Linked DNA regions of Mus musculus: region 1 is linked to region 2. A link is a contact called in public HiChIP or PLAC-seq data. All regions are on one chromosome and are shown on one strand. The core of a region is the stretch at or near the end of the contact, and the rest is flanking DNA. Distances in the headings are between cores, read along the strand shown. Region 1 overlaps Sipa1l2 (signal-induced proliferation-associated 1 like 2). Region 2 overlaps Disc1 (disrupted in schizophrenia 1).

Region 1 (6,522 bases), core at 1,959-4,458, 350 kb after region 2:
CCACAGAGCAGGTGTTTACCTCAGGTCATACAGCTCAGATGGAGGCTGCTTTCCAGCGTCTGTCCAGGGCTCTCAGAGGAGCAGTGCTGCTGGTCGGTCCCTCTTGGTCTAGAAGGACAACAGCCACTTGCCTCAGCCTCTTCAAGTGTCTCACATGGGCAGGCTTGCACCAAGAGGGTCAGGCCTAGATAGAGCCAGGGGCCTCCACTTGATGGAAGTTTCTGGCTGTGGGCCCTGGGCTACATCAGTAACAAGTTGTAAGTCAGCTGGAAATGGAAGCGACTACAAAGACAGAATTTCTTGAAGAAAGAATGGAAGGTAGCACAGCTGGAGAGATGAAAAACTCAGGCAGATAAGACATGCGGACAGTGTGGGATCCCAGACTCGCTGATTTCAGAGCCCCCGGTTTCTATAAAGAAAAGTAAACAAACCCCGAGCTGACGTCCAAGGAGCCTTGGCTAATGCTTGCTACCTTTGCTCCAGCTCTGTGACTCTGAAGACAGAAGCAGGGGGAGCAAAGGTCAAGGCTGGTATGACCAACTCTGTGAGACCCTGCCTCGAGTTTGAAAGTGTGGAGAAGTGTTTTCCTAGCATGTGCTCATGGGCCCCAGGCTCAGTCTCTAGCAGTGCAGAAAAAGCCAGCATGGCGTCGTGGTGTACACATCCCTGCCTCTCGTATGAAGAGTCGTTTTTCAGGCACTCCCTCCTCCCGCTCCCCAGAGGAGGCCCACCTCCATGTGAAGAGATCAGGACAATGCTGAAAGGGAAAGAACATGGACTGGACCCTTCTCATCACCACATCCTTCTTGATTATCCGTCCTGCTCCCTAAGCTAATTTATGCTAAGGTAGAATGAGGGTCAGATCAACTCTGAGAAATTGTCCTTTGATTATTTACATAGATTTATAAGCTAATTATAGTGGCTGACATCTGGAATATCAGCACCTAGGAGGCTGAGAAGGGAGGACAATTCTATTTGGGGGGGGGGGGTTATCCTGGGCTACAAACCGAGAGTCTTTCTCAGCAAACAAAAACAACCAAAAATGTTTTGAGTTTTTGTTTTTACAAAGAGGAACTTGTCACCATGAAATGTAAATTAAGCTACAGTTTAGACATGTCCCTACCAGGCTCTGAAGCATCCCTGAAATGAACCTATGTTCTTTAATAAGACACAGTTCATAGACCCATCAGCGTGCAAAAGTAAGCACGACAACACAAGTCACAAAAAGACCAAGATGGCGGCCAAAATAAGTAGTAATTCAACATACAAACGCATTCGATGAGAGTCCACTCAGCCTGTGGTCTGGGGCTGGATGAACATCCACAGTCACCCTGTGCCACAGCCCTCCAGCAACAGACGATCTGGATGGGCAAAGCCAGCCGCCGAATCTGGGAGGGCAGCTTAGGAAGCCTGTGGGCCTTCTGCACTGCCAACAGTACAGAGCAAAGAACCCTGGGCTCAGCTACTTATTGTCTGGGCTTTTATGGTTCAACCCCTGATGGGTCACATGGACAATGCCCTCTGGAGGGCCTGGAGGAAAATCATCCTCTGGGCCCCACCCTAAACTTACTTACGAAATCAACACCAGAGGCAACAGGGAAGAGGATACAGGATGCTCTGTGCAGTGACCTTGGTAATGGATCTAGGGGCCAAGATGATGTTTGGAAATCACTAAACAGCTTCCACAGTTGAAGTGAGCAGGTGCCATAGAGCCAGGTACCTGAGGAACCCCAAGGATGTATTAATATCAACCAGATGCCAGCCAGGCCACTGACAAACTCAAGGAGCATGACAGACACTGGAGAGGACAAGTGGGAAGGATGGCTCAAATGCAGCCAGTGGAACCTAAGTGGAGCCCTCCACACAGCTGTACACCTGTCCTTACAGTGGCTGACATCCCAGGAACATATCCCAAGGCCTGGAAGGCCAGCCCTCTGCAAGTATCCCAGGGTTATATGGACAGCTTCTCGTCTACCACCTCCTACAATTAACACTAAAAACAACAACAACAACAACAACAACAACTTTATTTGACTAATCACCTAGAAGAAAGTTAGTTTGAGAATGATCTTCATTTAGTTGTGTGTTTGAAAAAGTCAGTCTCACGGCGTGAAGTCTAGTGCATTGCTTGGTACAGCATCTTAACTGAGAGATACCAAGGGGAAGAAGTGGCCAGTCTATCCCGTGGCCTCAGGAGAGCGTCAGGTTCTATAAGAGGCAGGCAGGCTTCAGTGATGGCAAGCAAGTCAGCCCTTCCATCCTGATGAGCAAACATATTCAGAGCGTAAAATCAGAAACTAACAAGATCCAACTGCCCGACTGCTCTTTCTCATCCTCTTTGATTCTGCAGAGACAGGGTCTCATAAAGACCAGGCTGGCTTTGAATGCACCTTGCAGCCAAGACTGATCATGAACCTGTCATCTTCCTGCTCCTACCTGCCAAGTGCTGGGATGTCAGACCTGACTTCTGTGGCACTGGGGATGGAATCCAGGGCCTCCTTCACGCTAGAGAAGCATGCTGCCAACTAAGCTAGTGACACCCCAGCCCAAGTGGTCTCTTAAAACAAACGTCAAATAATAAACAGTACTTGCTTTCTCAATTGGTCATCAGGCCAGGCCAATGGGATCCCTTCCTCTGAGAAAACAACTCAAGACACGAAAGACTCGGAAGGAGGAACCAGCTCCCTTGTTCACTTTCCCCAGCAGCACCACTAACTGTGCATATGTTAGCACATTTTTAAAAGAGGAGAAATAAAAAACTGCAACTTAACCAGTGTGTGTGAAACAGAGCTGGAGAAACTGCACAGAGTGCTCCACAGATACTGGAGAACTCCACATCCACCAGTGTGCTCCACAGACACCGGGAGTGCTCCACATACAACAGAGTGCTCCCCAGATTCCTGCCATAGCTGTACAGGACCAGCAGACCTCTGGGTCTCCAAGCACTTTCCAAGGAAGAAACAACTAAGTAAGAGCAGAGAAGATGTAGAAGAAGAGAGAATCGTGCCCTCCTGAGCAGTGAGGCAGGAAAGCCTGCTTGTAACTCAGCCTTGTCAGACAGAACACAGAGCCTAAAAAGGCTCAATAGCCTTTTTATAAACCTATTGTGTGGAGAAGTTCCTAAAAATAGTGCGGCTCCCAGGCAGGCAGATCACAGGAGTAATGGCTGCATGCTAAGCTTCTCACAATAGACAAAGGACAGGAAAGGAGGGTAGGCTGCAGCTCCCTCAGGCTGGCTGCCTTCCTCGCTGGACACTCCCACAGGCTCTGTGTGCTCAGAGGGTGAACCGCGTCAGCCCTCACACCCTCTCCATGAAGATGAGAGGGCAGCAGGTGACATAGGGAAGTCAAGCCAGGACCCATGAGTCACATAGTCGTGGCCACTAAAGAGAACTTTCTCACTCTTTGAAGGCAATACCTGCAATATGACGATTACCGTGGTTCTTGCTAATTTTCTCTTGTGCCAAAGCAGCTTCTCCACCTCCACTGCCTGTCACCCAGGAAAGTCTAGGAATACAGATGCTGGCAGCTCACCAGTGATTTGGCTCTCAAATACCAAATACAGGATTTTCAAGTTTCTTAGAGGCAAGATGGTAAAGTGTTTGCAGGCCTGGTGACCACAGTTGGATTCTGAACCTATGTTAAGATGGGAAGACAGAACTGACGGTACAAGTTGTCCTCTGACCGCCACACACGCACTGTGGCATGAGGTTTCCCCTCTCTGATACATAGATTTTATTATTACATTGATTGCTTCCAGTACAACGATGCTTTAAAAAGTGTCTTGACTGAGCAGCTAAGAGCTTAAGGCAGCACTGGCCACCTGACCAGCCCAGCAAAGCAGGCAACAAAATACTTGGGTCTCAGGCTTGCCAAGCGCTGACCATGCAAGCCTGAGGACTTACCTGAGTTTGAGCCCAAGAACCGGAGTAGAAAAGCCCAGCATGAGAGCTCGCAGCTGGAGAGACAGTGACAACATATATGGTCACGGCTGGGAGACAGTGATAACACACACACAGCTCAGAGGCAGTCACAGGTGGGCCTCTGGTTCATTGACCAACTAGTTTATTTCTAAGAGAGTTTATCACCAGGCTAGTCAATAGTCTGTCTTAAAACAAACAAACCAAAAGCAAAACCATAAAAATTAAAATTAAAATTAAAAAAACCCATGGTGTATGGCACCTCAAGAGTGTAAGCACCTGAGGGTGGCTCTGTCCTCCATGTGAGCATATATACATGTGTGACTGCACTTAGAAATGTATATATGCGCATGCACACACGCCAGTCTAGAGTAAGCCATTATTAGTGTCGAAGCCATCACAGTCTACACAACCAAAAGATAATAGCACCAACCTTGTGGAGTGCACGAAGGGATTGAACAGACTTCACTCTGAGAAGCAGGAAACACATAACAAACTGAAAACTGAAAATCCACATTTCAATAGTCCTACATCCCTGATACTAACTTAGCATTCACATTTTCTTTTTTCAACACAGAGGTTAACATCTTTGCCATGAATTCTTATTATGGAGACAGGGCACGTCCAAGATGGAGAGAAGTAACTTGTCTACAGTAAAGACGCTGCAGATGGCTCACCCCAAGCCCTGGAGGACATCCTCACCCTGTGACCGTCCTGGACAGGCTAATGAGGGTATTCTGTAGATGCTGTGTCCTCTTCCCATGGCCCAGCTATCAGAACATTGGAGGGGTAGACCCTGAGAAACTGGAATTTCCAAGTAACCTCATGAAGGGAAAGGCTGATATCCGGTGCCAGCCAAAGGAAGAGCTTGTCTCCCAGGAAGAGATACCACACAGCTCTGACAACCTGTCAGATCGCTGTGCAGGGCAGGAGCTGAGAGCAAGGTCAGAGATGGGCGGAACCACACTTGACCAGCACGGCTTAGCTGTGCACACACGCCCTCAATTCAACCCAAACCTCCGGTCAGGACTCTGAAGAATGGAAGCTGGGAGAAGGGAGGGCGAGTCACTGGACATCTGGGCTCCTCTTCTCTCTCCATGTGGCCACTCGGACTAATCTCCTTTCTTGGCTTTCCCTGTCACTTGTCCTCCTAAGTGCTCTAGTGAGGACAGTAGCCAAGCTGAGCCTCTCTGGGCTTCTAGGGCCCTGCCCCATCCTAACACTACCAGTAACAGTGCTGCAGGCCCAGAGGCAAATTTACCCTAGGTTCTTTAAAAGCCAATTAGCTTTTTTAACTTCTGTGCCAGAAGTTACTGAATCTTAAAGCTTAGCAGACTCCTAACTACCCCAAACCCTGGGGCTAAAAATGCTGAGATAGCCCAGGAACCCTGGAGCCACTCTCACCAGAGGCTCTCATCAGCAGAATGGAAAGTGCATTGATTCCCAGGCACAGAGCAAAAGGAGGCCATAAAACGCAAGTCATCTCTTCCCAGGTGGAAGAAGTCATTCAGGGTCACTTGTGTTGGCTGCCTGTGGTCAGTCCCATCTGGCTCAGATTGAATTTTCACCGTATTCCCTTTAGAAATTATGTCACACGGACATATAGATCATGGTTAAGTGTTCTTACCAACAATTTAGCTAATTTTCTCCCCCAGAAATTAGTTAAATAGCTATATCAGTAGTGGCAAGTGTCCCCATTAATAAAACTCATCAGAAACCTTGAGAGTGATGGTTGAAATGAGCATTCCTGAAGCCCAGCAGCTGGGGTGCACATGAGGTGCTTCCCACGGCTCACTAGAGGAGGAGGCTCACCAGACCAGGACCCGTCCCCTTCCACAGGTCACTGACTGGGTGTGACTCTACAGTGCATTTTGCTATATGTAAAGCACTTAAATCTAGGTTTCACTCAAGGCCCTGGGCTCAATCTCCAGCAACAAACAAAAGGTTCAGGCAAATTGCTCAAGGTTAAATAAACAAACCCTGACAATTGGCTGGCCTTGCTCAGCTGCTGACCGACACAGTGAAGGTTCCTGTCACTAAATATCAGGTTCTACCAAACTCAGTTTTGGGATGTATTATGTTGGGATTTTTTTTTTCTTTTTTTGAAACAATGTCTCATATGTAGCCCAACCTAGTCCAGAGTTCACAATCCTCCTGCCTAAGTATCTTGAATGTTGCTATTACAGGTCTCTGCCACCAACACACAAAGTCCACGTACTAGCGTGTTTGTCTACATATATCATGTGCCAAAATGGCTCAAAGCTGTAGTCCTCTAGCCAGAGATGCAACCCTTCCCTCACTCTGAGGCCCCAGCTGGTTTCCAAGCAGCTCATCTTCATCTTCACAGGATGTGGAGCAGGAGTAGCAATGCCAAGAACACAGACAGACTTAAAGAAAAAGAGGATGGCTGCTAAGTGTAGTTTAATGTAAACAGAGAAGTCTGTCAGTCACTGATTCCATGCTATAGTTCCCAGGCTGGACCACGTGCTTAGGGTCTCTGTTCATCTTTCAAAGTGGGGGTTGGCCAGGTAGGTGTGTAGGGGACCAAATGACCCAAGGTCTTAAGAGCTTTGCCCCTAGAGAGTCAGAAGCACAAGAGCCT
Region 2 (6,374 bases), core at 1,642-4,141:
AGGTGATTTGTGTGTGGTCCAAAGTGTAGCTCAGGCTTCCCACTGTGCCTTCATAGATAACCAGTTGCTTTGGCAACCTCCCTTGCCCATTGCTTTGCACTCCGTTAGCTCTTGGAGGACATGCCCACTTTCTGGACTTCTGTTGCAGTCCATTGGCCAGCATGCCTATCTGCTTTCAGATGACTCTGTCTTGATTTATGGAAGCAATTGCTGGGGGGTCTTAAATGCAGACTGTTTGACGGCTCTGGCTTGTCTAGGTTTTCACATTTTCTTTTACATTTTTAGGATGTGCCCATTCACTTCTACCGAAAGACCTCATAAAATTTTGATAGGAATTGTATTAAATCTATGCATCAATCTGGAACAAATTGAAACCCTAGGAGTACCAGGTTTTCCAGTGGACATTTATAGTTTATCTCCACAATTATTTAAGCCTTATTTCCTCTCAGTGTGTTTTCGAAAACAGTTTCCAGTTCTGCCTAAGGTCCTTTAAACTCACCCCTACATACTTTTTAGTCCTAAGATATGTTGTAAACTATATTTCAGAGAAATTGTCTCATCGTGGCCTGCTGCTGCTGTTTAGACACACGACCGATTCTCATACCTGACCTCGCTACTCTTTGCTCTAGGTATATTTTATTCAGGGTTTTATGGCTTTTCTTTCTTACACCCCCAGCCACCTGTGGTTCCCGAGGCCACCTGCAATTCAGGTGTTATTACGATCGTATTTCACAACACGTTTATGCCAAACTTGCTCATTTATTCTCCTGTTGTTTTAGTTAGAGTCTCTGTAGCTGAGATAAGAACACTGGCCAAAAGTGACTCAGGGAGGAAAGGTCACAGACCATTACTGAAGGGAGTCAGTCACAGCAGGAGCTCCAGCAGGAACATGGAGGCAGGAATCGAAGCAGGGACCACAGAGGAATACTGCTCACTGCCTTGCTTTCAGGGCCTTGCTGTGTTATTGGCCCGGTACGACAGACCTGTCCAGGCATGGCACCACCAGGAGTGAGCTGGGTCGTCCTACATCAATTAACAAAGAACAAAATTCCTGAAGGCGTACCTACAGGCTGATCTGATGGAGTTAATGTCTCAATTGAGGTCCCCCCTTCTCAGCTATGTTAGGATTAGCCATCAAGCGCTGGAGGGATGGCTCAGCGGTTAAGAGCACTTCTGAAGGTCTGGAGTTCAAATTCCAACAACCACATGGTGACTCACAACCACCCGTCATGAGATATGACACCCACTTCTGGTGTGTCTGAAAACAGCTACAGTGTGCTTACATATAATAAATAAATCCTTGGGCCAGAGAGAGCGGGGCTAGAGTGAGCAGAGGTTCTGAGTTTAATTCCCAGCAACTACATGATGGCTCACAACCATCTGTACAGCTACAGTATACTCATATACTTAAAATAAATAAATAAATCTTTAAAAAAAGATTAGCTATCAAATATGTTTCAAATTTTGATAAGGGGGAGGGTTTAATTTATCTGCAGTCTAACTACCAGGCCAGTGCCTTTCCACCGTGCTTGCTGTGTCTGTCCTTGGACATTTGGGTATTGGGTGCAGTGATACCTGGGACTTTCTCTGGACATCTCTGTATTATTCTCAGAGGCATCCTTTCCAGGTGTACCCAACCTCTTGGTGATGCAGCAGGATACCGTTGTCTCCAGTGTTCACACACGAGAATCTCACAATTCATTTACAGAAAATACCAGCATGTTTGGGGAGGCACCGAAGAGACTCTCCCGCCCCACCGGAGGTGGTCTGATAGGCGAGGGCTGCTGAGGGAGGGAGAGTCATTCTCCTCTGGGGACATGGCTGCTGGCAGGTTGCTCATGGCCTGATGGATGGCCTCCACACCCATGCACATACGGACGGCACTAATCAGGGGTTATTAATAATAAAAAGACATGAAGTTGGGAGGAAGACACGGTGTAGGTACTAGAGGGAGGTCCACAGATATCGCGGTGGACACATAGCGATCAATACGCATTATATAAATGCATGGAACTTTCAAAGAATGCAAATATTATTAAAAAGCTCACACACGAAACCTTCCCTCCTCTCTCCCCCACTGTGTTGCAGGAAGCTGCTTCTCCACAGCCAAGGAGCTCACGGAGGAGATTTGGGCCTTGTCGTCAGAGCGGGAAGGGCTAGAGATGTTCCTGGGCAGGCTGTTGGCACTCAGCTCCAGGAACAGCAGAAGGCTGGGCATCGTCAAAGAGGATCACCTCAGGTGCAGGCAGGACCTGGCACTCCAGGACGCCGCCCACAGTGAGTAGCCCCCAGCCAAAGCCTCAGGGCAATGTAGTGCTGATATTATTGGATCCTGTGGCTAGATCACCTTGCTGTGACAGTGGCAGAGAGCACCCAGACAGTTCATGGGGGACATTGTTGGCATGAGCCTTGGGTAACGGGGTAGGGTCACCTGTTAGCTTTTACTTTGCCTTTCTCTGACTTTTTCTGCTCTGCATTTGTTGGTTCATGCCATGGGCTGTGTAGCTTGCACCCCCGGGCACACATCCTGAGCTAGAGGTTTTCCCTTGGTTCAGTCTTCCAGGATGCAGGCCACAGGCCGACAACGGGGGACTGAGAAGGGACCAGGGGGTGACTCTTCTGTCGGGGTGTCCTCTGAGGGTTGATTCTTTCCTCAGGAGAAGGACACGGGTGACATTGGCACTGGCCTACAGAAGGGCCAAAATGCTATTTGCCCTGTGTTCCACTTAACAGACACCACCTGCATATTCCACACATCCACGTCAGGGAAGACCAGTGTTCAAAGTCCAAACAAGGAACCACACCTCCAGCTGTCAGGGCTAGGCCTGCCACTCTGGGAGGAGCAGCCCAGGTTTTAGAGTTCTCCTGAACGGTGTGAGCTGTTGTTCCCTCCCTGTTTGAATCAGATGGCCAGTGATCATGGTTTCTCTTGCTAATGAAGCCCCATCTGGCTCAACAGCTCAGAGCCTAGCATTATTTCCCTTAACTCTTTAAATTTTCCTTATGAAGTATTTAATTTTTTATTTTAAGTTATGTATGGGGGTGGGGTTGTGCATGTTAGTGTAGTACCTGAGGAAGCCAGAAGAGGGTGCCAGATGACCCTGGAGCCGGTGATACAATTACCATGTGGGAGTTAGAAACAGGACTCATGGTTCTCTGTAAGAGCAGCTCCAGTTTTAACCACAGAGCCCCACTCACTCCCGGGCCCCTCCTCCCTCTTTTAGTATAAAATAGAGTTTGTTTGGGGGCATGGGGAGGGGGGGTGAGCAGGGAATAGAGGCTGAGAAAGAGGAGAAAGAGGGGACAGAGGACAGGGACACAGGGTGGGGTGGGATAGGGAGGAGAATTAGGGGCTGGCCAGGGACACTTGGAGAGCGGGACGAGGGGGAAGGGAAGAGAGGGAGAAAGAGATCAGAGAGAGCAAAGGGAGTCAGAGAGAGGAAAGGGTCAGAGAGTCTCTCTCTTTTTTGCGTGTTATTTTTGCGTTGGTCACGCAGAGGTCAGAGGGCAACCTTCAGGAGTCACTTCTCAGTCCACCTTTACTCGGCTCACGGAGCTTGCATGGGTTTCTGCCCACTGAACTACCTTCTCTTTCTCTTTAAGTTTTTCAAGACAGGGTTTCTCTGTAGCCCTGGCTGTCCTGGAATTCACTCTGTAGACCAAGCTGGCCTTGAACTCAGAGATCTGCCTGCCTCTGCCTCCCAAGTGCTGGGATTAAAGGCATGGGCCACCACTGCCCAGCCATCCCTCTCTCTCTTACAGGCCAAATCTTTTATTTATTCATTTGTTTGTTTTGCCACATGCAGCCCAAGGCTGTGTGTGGAGCACGCACAGTGAGGGGGGAGCTCCAGGGTCCCAGGCCCTGCAGGCTGGCTCATTTCGTCATGACTGACCGGAGCACGGTAGAGCTCCAGCAGACTTTTGTAGTCGATTTTTTTTAAGTCTTATGAATAAGAAAAACCAAAATGTTTCACAGTGTAAGCACTCAGTTTTTACACAAAACGGGGGAATGGATTCTATGGAAGAATCAAGGAGATGTAAACAGATTTGAGCAAATCTAACCCAACGATGTTTTCATTTGAATGGTGCGTGAGCCCTTAAAGCCATTAATATCTTTATATAAAAAAAAAGCGCTGTGCAGTATTTGTGAATCTCATCATTGTTACTTCACTAAATACTTTCAAGATGATGAATAAAACATAAACAAGCGGAACGGGAGATTGTTACAGGAGACGACTGAACTGCAGATGGCTCGCGCTGGGGAATCTTTGTGCTCCGTTCATGATAGTATTATGCTGGGTCAGCCACCCTCTCCCTGTGGGTTTGCTCGCCTGTGTCTGAGGCTGAGGAGGTGTGGCTTTAGATCACTCAAATGAACCATCCAAGAGTTGGTAAGAAGAAATAAAAAATGTATTTCAGGGACCAGGGGATAGTTTAATGGGGAAGAGCAAGCATTCTTGCAGAGGACCCATGCTTGCTCCTCAGTTCTCATGGAGTGACACCCCCTTCTGACCTCTACAGGTAATGCACTCACATGTACATGCATACAGAGGCATATGTGCATCCACGTAATTAAAACTAAAAGAAAACAAATTCCTGTGTGAATTAAAGCTTCCACGGATTGGAATGTAATAAAACCGAGTCATAGTCTGGGTTCAGCTGCTTTTGGATCTTGGGAAACAGCAACTCAGAAGGAACGCTGTGTCCAAGGTCAAATGTAGCTCAAGCGAGCAGGAAAGGCAGGTCTGGGTCTGCGTGGGCACAGTGCTCCATAATCTTTTCAGTCTTAAGCCAAATACCTGTTTCTTAGGTTTTAAAATGGAAAAACGAAAACAAAAAGACCAACAATCATGTGAGCGATTTGGGGGAGAGGGTTATACACACCCTGAATGCAGTGCCCCCAGAAGCTAGAAGAGGGCATTGGATCCCCTGGGACTGAAGTTCCAGGCACTGTGAGCCACCAGGTATGGGTACTGAGAACAGAACTCAGGCCTTTTGTAAAAGCAGTACATGTATTTGATTGCTGAACCATCTATGCAGCCTATAGATAAAATATCTTAAGGGGAAACTAGGAAACGAGCAACATCTGAGTTTAGGTTTGCACGCCCACGTGAGTGGGGGTCAGGGTCAGAGGTCAACCTTGGTTGCCGTTTCTCAGGCACCCTCAACTTTGTTTTAAGATCTTCCCTAACCTGGGATTTACCTATTTGGTTAGACTGGTTGACCAGAAGCCTCGGGGATCCTTCTGTCTCTGCCTCCACTGGGATTACAAGTGTCTCATCTCACCCGGCTTCTTATGTGGGCTCTGGGGATTGAACTCGGGCCCTTGTGCTTACCACTAAGCTATATCTGTACCCCAATATAAAACATTTTTAAAATGTGATTTCTAACAGTGGCTGGAGAAAGCCGTGTCGGGATGGACAAGCAGCTCTTAGGCTCAGGGATGTGAGCCCTCTTGTTCTTCCTAGCTTCTTTATTAGGTGACGTCAGATCCTGCCAGGACATTGCTGTCCATTCACCGCTCCCTCTAGGGTTCTGCATGTGACTTCCTATTATCATTGTTGTTCTGAACTTGACCTTGGTACATGAGGACAGTCAGCTGCAAAGGTAACAGGAGCTGCCCTTACCCTGGACAGCTGAGTACCTCTTGAAGTTCTAGGATTCTCTTTCTGTAGAAGAAGGAAACCTTTTCTTGTTTAAGGACCAATTAGCAGTATTGTTCATACGAAGGGCTCTTACTGGTAGGAAGCAACATTGACAGTCACCAGAGATGGACCAGCCTGTCTCACTGAGGAGATGTCCTTGTGCCTTCTGTCCCTGGCTAGCTTGTACATTCACTGAGAGCTGAAATGCTGCCTGAGTCTTATTGGGGTATCCCAGGATCCAGCATGGTGGCCTTGGGCCACCAGCCCGTGTTCATTTTGGGGGGCAGGAGAGTGATGTAAAGTGTTTTTTCTTCCTTGGTTTGGACTGTGGGTACAGACCTCAGATCTCCTTGAGAATGGTGACAAGGGGGACTTTCCTGAAGATGATAGAGTGATCCCCTTTGGATAGTTATTGGTTTGCTTTGTCTTTGAGGCAAGGTCTCCTGTAGTTAAGGCTGGTCTTGAACCCCATGTATAGTTGAGGGTGATCTTGAATTCCTGATCTTTCTGCATCCACCTCCTTAGGGATCATATTAGGGTCCTGCAGTTCCTAATACCTAGTTTGTGCTGTACTAGAATTGACCATTGGGTTTTGTGTACAGTGGACAAACACTCTGCCAGCTGAGCCGCCTCAGCCCTGAGTTGGATGTTCAGACTGGGGTGATGGGAAAGGCGCAGAAACACAACAGTCTCAAGGGCAAAGGGCAACACTCATGGCTGCTGCCTTTA

Evidence for each region. HiChIP or PLAC-seq counts read pairs in DNA pulled down with a chosen protein or histone mark.
Region 1: an H3K27ac HiChIP or PLAC-seq map of heart atrium shows a contact between it and region 2, with 6 times the contacts expected there. The contact joins two enhancer-like sites. A contact is called at or near these places in 1 of 39 promoter capture datasets (hippocampal neurons), 3 of 484 Hi-C or Micro-C datasets (bone marrow-derived macrophages, nephron progenitors and pancreatic cancer cells) and 3 of 115 datasets of contacts at active chromatin or transcription factors (embryonic basal ganglia, epiblast stem cells and heart atrium).

Annotation. Positions count from the first base shown.
Region 1 is chr8:125,510,908-125,517,429 of GRCm38.p6, forward strand. The region is part of intron 2 of Sipa1l2 (signal-induced proliferation-associated 1 like 2); the gene reads right to left. Among named protein-coding and RNA genes, the nearest start is that of 4930566D17Rik, 8.2 kb to the right of the region's middle. Within about 2 kb of position 3,209, at least 97 of the 459 cell types and tissues checked have an H3K27ac peak or open chromatin away from gene starts, as enhancers often do. A contact at or near this core is called in heart atrium, where this site is marked.
Region 2 is chr8:125,162,905-125,169,278 of GRCm38.p6, forward strand. Disc1 (disrupted in schizophrenia 1) reads left to right here. Exons shown (of 13, transcript NM_174854.2): 9 at 2,089-2,277. Among named protein-coding and RNA genes, the nearest start is that of Disc1, 110 kb to the left of the region's middle. Within about 2 kb of position 2,892, at least 7 of the 459 cell types and tissues checked have an H3K27ac peak or open chromatin away from gene starts, as enhancers often do. A contact at or near this core is called in heart atrium, where this site is marked.